2 separate regions of the Hordeum vulgare genome follow, and region 1 is linked to region 2. A link is a contact called in public Hi-C data. All regions are on one chromosome and are shown on one strand. The core of a region is the stretch at or near the end of the contact, and the rest is flanking DNA. Distances in the headings are between cores, read along the strand shown. Region 1 holds the start of LOC123426799 (chloride channel protein CLC-c-like). Region 2 holds the start of LOC123426797 (two-component response regulator ORR1-like).

What was found. Hi-C and Micro-C count contacts between places; a contact is called where the count stands out from the background.
Region 1: a Hi-C map of leaf shows a contact between it and region 2, with 3 times the contacts expected there. The contact joins the promoter of LOC123426799 here to the promoter of LOC123426797 in region 2. A contact is called at or near these places in 3 of 6 Hi-C or Micro-C datasets (leaf and seedling).

Annotation. Positions count from the first base shown.
Region 1 is chr2H:490,350,677-490,354,067 of MorexV3_pseudomolecules_assembly, reverse strand. LOC123426799 (chloride channel protein CLC-c-like) reads left to right here and starts at 1,592. Exons shown (of 8, transcript XM_045110688.1): 1 at 1,592-1,943.
Region 2 is chr2H:489,693,627-489,696,896 of MorexV3_pseudomolecules_assembly, reverse strand. LOC123426797 (two-component response regulator ORR1-like) reads left to right here and starts at 1,840. Exons shown (of 6, transcript XM_045110687.1): 1 at 1,840-2,214; 2 at 2,496-2,554; 3 at 3,030-3,107; 4 at 3,238-3,270. The coding sequence starts at 2,094.

The DNA of each region.
Region 1 (3,391 bases), core at 343-2,842, 660 kb before region 2:
CCATCAAGAGAAGATCATGAGGCGTCAACAACCTTGAGTGTAGTGGCTAAAAGAAGGCGGTAGAAATACATATTTTCCACCATAAAGCTACTATGCCAATAAGAAATATAAGATCGCTATACTCACAAGAAATGATTGGCTAGTCAATGTAGACACGAAAGAAAATGAAAGAGATGATCAATTGTATTTATGGGGATAGGGTCCGAGACTACTCCTAGTGGGTGGAGGACGACACACTATGTAAGGTTGAATCAACCGTCGGCTCGGAGAGCCTTCCCGCCTCCCTCCTCTACTTTGACCGGATGTCGGCTACCGCCTTGACATAAATGGATGCAATGCTCATACCAACCTAATAAAATGTGGCTTCTCCCACATCGAGGATGCACATGCGTTCGTCGACCGCGCAAGCGCAATTGTCATGACAACCGAAGCCCCCCCCCCCCCCGCGCGCATATGTGAAGTCACTTCCAAACATAGGAAGAATCTGTAGTTTAAATTCTAGCAGAAAGTTGAGTTTAAATGATTGTTTAAATCCTAGTTGTAATTCATGTCCTTGTTGAAATCTAGCAAAAACAAAAATCATTCCCAAGACGGAGAAGGAAGTGATCTTGTAGTCAATGACAAGCGGATTCCCTGTGAAAAAAAGCTCCGTTAGGGCATCTCCAACGCTAACCGGTAATCTGATATCGTAAATGTTTGTTTTTATGTCCGGACGCGGTTCATGGACATGGGAGGAAGTCATCCACTGCTATTTACAAATTAATTTGGTTTGAGAAAAGAAAGTAAAAAAGAGACCATCCATGTGATGGATACTGTGGTGTGTTGTCCTGTTGAAAGAAGAGAAATGAGATGGGGATCATGCATGTGAAAAGAGCGAAAAAAAAGAACCACTTGTTTTTCTTTGTTAGTCAATTGTATGTCCGGACCCGCATAGCTCCTCAAGTTCCATAATGATATGACATTACGGCGACCGGTGCTTGTGGGATTACCTCATAGGTGAGGCAAACTAGCATCGTTTCTCAGGCCTTGTAGATCCCTCTCGCCCTCCGGCCGCTTTCCTTGAATCTTTCCTCTTTCCTCTTGCTACAGAAGAGTCGTCCCTATCAAGGCTTAATTTGACAAGGAGGCCGCCCCGTGATGCATGCAACCCATCGGGTTAATTATCAACGAGGCCGCCCGTGATGCACGACGTACCTATGACGACGATGCCCCGGTACCGGTGGTCGGCAAGCACAGTCGTAGCTCAGAACCCATCAAGCCGACCAATCTAGTACTAGGTTCAGAAAGAAAAGCACCACAGACAATTATGAATGAAGCAGAGGAAATGCCAGAAAAGAAGAGACGGCACCGACGAGAAACAGCGAAAGAACGAAATCGCAGGTAAGGTGAGGTCAGGGCCGATCGCAGCCGTCCAGTCCACCTGGCGATCAGCCGTCCCACGTGTCCGCGCTGGCCGCGGGCCCCGCCGGCGCCACGAGGGACACGTTCCCCGAGCCAGCGCAGACCAGATCCCACGTCCGCGCCATGATTGGGAGGGCCGATGAGCCGGCCCCGGATAAAGCCGCGATCGAGTGCGTCGGAAGGGAAGGAAGGCATCCCGATCCGCCATTTCATGCAACCACATACTACTCCGTATATACACGGAGTAGTATTATATTAATCGAGGGAAACGCCCCCGGCAGCCAATGGGCGCGCCTCTGGATCTCGCCCTCGTCTCTAGCGTCTCTTTCTTTTATACCGCCACCTGACTTGTCCCGCCCGCCTCCTTCTTCTACCTCCCTCCCTCCCTCCACTTTTTCCACGGCCTTCCGTTTTCCGTACGCCCTGTGCCTTGCGGGACTCGTACTCTTCCATTTCCGTCTCCGTCGGCGTTTCCCAGGGGAGGAGGCCGCTCTTGATCACGAGAGGAGCACAGCAGGCGCAGGGGGATTCAGGGCCGTCAGGTAATCTCGAGCTCCATCTTGAGCCGCTTGTTGATTTGCATTCCTTTCTTTCTCGTTTCCCGTCCAAGCTTTCCGTTGCTTCTCGATATTGATAGAGCGAGCACGTTCATCCCCGATTGGTTCTCAGAGGAGAAGAGCGGTACCTAGATGCTGCTACTCTTTCTAATTAGCTAGCGCGAAGGGCGTAGAACACTTGCAGGCCAGAGAAGTACTGCTGCTACGTACGTTCAGCAAGAACTAGTGCCGCTTAATTTGATCAGCTAGGCTTGTCTCAACGACAAGGAAACGCAAGGCCAGGCTCGATCCCGACGTGGCAGCCACACGGTGAGCCTCTCGGTTGTCCTCGTGCACACGTCAAGTTGTGATAGGAAAGCGTATGGAGCACAACAAATTTTGAACAAGAAAGAAAACTGCATGGTCTCGTTTTCTCTCTCCAGGAGACATCCCAGCTATGTATCATCATGGTCTAGAACTCGAGATCATAAGTGCTAGACCATGTAATAGAACTCGTTCTGTTGCTGGCTCTATACGAGTACACATTGAATCATTGATACACGTACCTTCTGCAAGCTGTACATTAGTGCCCTTTTTGGTAGCATTCCGTTGCCCTGTTCATTTGAACCTTGAAACCGAACTCTTTCCAACATGTATTACACTACTCAGCTGAGCAGAATGTGATATAACACGAATCGATTCAATACTAACCAGCAATAAGCCGAAACCCAGTAGCGTAATTTAATTAACTACTCTGCATGCAATGGATTAGCTGAGTTCGTATTATACAGTACTCTCTCCAATTTTAAACATATTTAAAAAAAATCACTATGAACTACTCCCTCTGTCCCAAAATAAGTGTCTCAAGTTTGTACTAATTTTAGTACAAAATTATAATAGAGTTGAGGCACTTATTTTGAGACAGAGGGAGTATATATGAAATAAAATGAATGAACTATATTTTAATAAAATATATTTATATACATTCGTATGTAATCCGTAATGAAATTTTAAAAAGACTTAGGAGTATTAGAATTAAAAAGAAAGAGAATTTCGTAGTATATAGTATTCCATCCGTCTTAAAATAAGTATCGTTGCTCTATATAAAATTTATATTAATTTATTATTAAATGTGTGACATTTAATTTGGAACGGAGGGAATAGTGCAATTAAAAAGAGAGAGGATGCGATTACTTTTGAGCGACTCTTCTTGTCCTCTTGTTCACATGTGGGAAGGATAAAGATGAATGGAGCAGTGAGTCCGCTGATTGATCGATCCGGAAAGGTAACAATATAGAATCCAGTTGGAATGGGTTATCTTACATCAGGATCGAGTTAACAATGATGAGATGAGCCGTGAGGGGGGCGGCAAAGCTGGCCGCGACGTGCGGACTCGAACCCCTCTTCTTGTTTTCCGGGCGGCCAAAAGATCTCGAACCCGATTCGTCCCGTGG
Region 2 (3,270 bases), core at 591-3,090:
GGTTTAATTGAGCATGACTAGTGACATATTGTCTGAGTAACACTTAAAGCCACCTTAGCAGTACTCTTTGCCCTATTGACTCAAAGAAGGATAAAGAAACTATTAAATATTCTTCAGGCTTCAAACTCTTCAAATAGTGCGTCGAATTCTTCAATATCTTCACAACATTTTTAGGGGTCATAAGCCTTGAGTTAAATAAATTTTTCAGAGATTTCCACCTATGTATACTCACAAATACATTAATCCTTTAACCATTTTGTCACTAATCAGCCAAAACCTTAAGGGGGCATAATCCCACAAGCAGGAGTCAAGGATCTCCCACAATCTCCTCTTTAGATCCACTGCCACCGACAACTGGTTGCCATGACATGGGATTTCCATGCGATGGATCTTCACCCTTTCCTTGCTTGTGAGATAATGGTGTTGTATTGTTGTCAACTTTTCTCCACATCGAGCACGGGGGAGTAGCTCCCCCCCCCCCCCCCCCCCCACACACACACCCACCCACCCACCCACCATGCAACCATCCCCGACGCACTCCCGCCAGGGGGAGTAGCCTAGAGTAGTAGCGTTGACTCTCGCACTCAAGCCCATAGCAGCCACCGACGCCATCGCGGCAAGCCCTATCGCCGACTTGAAGCAAATGGTTTCGATGTTAGAGAACTGGAGCAACGAAAATAAACATGTGTCGTTGTGATCATTTGGGGGTGAGGAAACAATTACTGTGTGCGTTCAATTCCCTAGTAGTGGAATTTTATGATTCAATCGAATATGTTTTTTGATGTAAATATCTTGTCATCCCTGCTTGTGTGTATTAAATCCCACTGGCTGCTTTAGCCGGAGCTTTTCTTGAGATCAAGTGCAAGTTGAACAGTCAAGCAGTGGTATGCCTAGCCTGCGGCAAACTGTGTTTAGCCTCAAACACAGCACTAGTAAACATGATCCATATTATATATCGTCCACTTGCCATACATTTAGCTCGATACAGACACAGGGCAAGCAAAGCAAAAAAGATGCAGCGTCTTATCTGATAGTACATACATATATCACCACTAGCTAGCATGTGCACACCAAATCATATCCGCAGCCCGCACTCAAGCAGGAGAAACATATGCATACATAATCCGCAAGATACGCATCCACGAGAGCATGATTTAGTTGGCACAGACATGCGAATAAACATCTCCAGCCAGCGCCATGATAATAATAATACCAGCAACAAGCAGAGCAAAAAAAAAAGCACGAAACGGTTGGAACGTATCCCGCGCCGAATCCACGTGCTGACTTTGTTTAGTTAGCACCTCCCACTCCACGCCGTGCCGCGATCATGCTCGCCCGCGACGGAGGAGGCCCCGGAAAGAGAAGGATCGGACGCGATCGGACCCCGGGGCAGGTCAAATGGTTTTCAATCAATCACCAAGGAACATAATCACCCAACGCTAAGATAATAATAATAATAATAATAATAATACAGTACGTAATAACGAGGAGTATTTTAGCCGCCGATGATACGACGCAACGCGTGGCGCCACGACGCGCGGATGGCCGTCGTACCACCGGTGGCGATCGATCCCTCCTCCCGCGTCGGACGTACCGGGGAAAAGGGAAAGGGTGACGGAGAAAAGTGGAAGGGAAGGGGGGTGGAGAGATTCCCCGACAGCAAAATCTAGAGGAGGGGGAGGGGGAAAGCATTTCCCGTGCCCCACGAGCTGGCCACCGCCGGCGGGGCCCGCACGGGCGGGCGCGCCCGGGCCCACCCCCCTCTCTTCTCTCTCCACCACGCTCGCGGGCACCCCCCCCCCCCCCCCCCCTGAAGAAGGAGAGGAGAGGAGCCTTCATCACTCGCCTGCAGGTGCGCCGGGTCATCAAATGCTCGTACTCCCTCCCGCCTCCCGCCCGGCTGCTTAAAAGGCCGTTCTCGGTGCCGCCTGTGACCTCACCTCACCTCACTCCGGTGCAACGCCTCGCACTGATAATTCTCTCTAGTATCTTTCTTACCATTACCGCTAGTAGGAGCCAAGGAGGAGGACCTGCTGCTGCTGCTGCTGCTGCTGGGGTGGTTGTTTGTCTGGTGGAGAGGAGAGGAGAGGGAGATGGAAGGAGGAGGAGGCGCGGAGGGCGTGACGAGGGTGCTGCTGGTGGACGACTCCCCGGTCGACAGGAAGGTGGTGGAGCTGGTGCTCGGCAGCAACACCTTCGCCGGCTCCTTCCACGGTCAGCTCCCTTCCCTTCCATGCCTCTCTTGACATCGAATTCCCTTTAATGGCGAGGCCGTTGACTTCTTGCTCCGTTAATTCGCTCGGCCCATGCGCGCGCCTTCTCTTGAACAGCACGCGTGCGCACTGCAAACTGCAGATAGAGCATAATCGATCGTCACGGTCCCATGTTTTCAATCTTCCTTTCATTTCATTTCCTTCCCCATCGCCACGGCGTTTCTGAGCTTTTTACCACAACATGTTTTGCTCTGTACTAAATCTTACTACCACATCATACAGTCATCGCCGTCGACAGCGCCAAGAAGGCCATGGAGTTCCTGGGGCTCAAGGACGGCAAGGTAACAAACAATTCCAATTCCAATTCCATCCGCTCTGTCTGTCCACGGCACATCGCCGCCTCGCATTCACTACTGCATAGCAATCATCAACTGCAAAGCGGGCAAAGACTTGCTCCTCCCCTTACTTAATTTCCCCCCACTTTTGGCCGTTGGCTTGGCGCCACGGCGGCGAGCCACTTGTCGGTGGCCAGCCGGCCGTACGGGGAAGGGGCTCGCGCATGCGCGCGTGAGGGTTTTGTGTTCTTGGGAGGGGAGGACGGGAGGGCAGAAAAAGGTCGCGACACTTTTTTATGGGGGGAAAGGGATAAAAACTCGCCGTCTTACAGCGGCCTGCCGGGGCTGTCTGGTAGCCACAGGACAACGAGAGCACAAGTTAAAAGGCATTGTTGGAGAAAGGTGTTGCTTGGATTAGTAGGGTGATAATAATAATATGCTATGCTAATTGTTTTCTGTCACCTGTGGTGTTTGTCTGCAGGAGCAGGCCGTCGACATGGTGCTCACTGACTACTGCATGCCTGAGATGACCGGCTACGACCTCCTCAAGGCCATCAAGGTATACAACCTCGCTGCACATGCAGTACCTATTTCCTTTTCCACATTTGTGTTGTCAGTCATTGTTCTGGCTGGTACAAGATGTCCAATGCCCCTGGAATTCCCATACTGATTTCCATGGATGTTTTCAGGCGATGAGTCCTCTGAAGCCGATCCCGGTGATC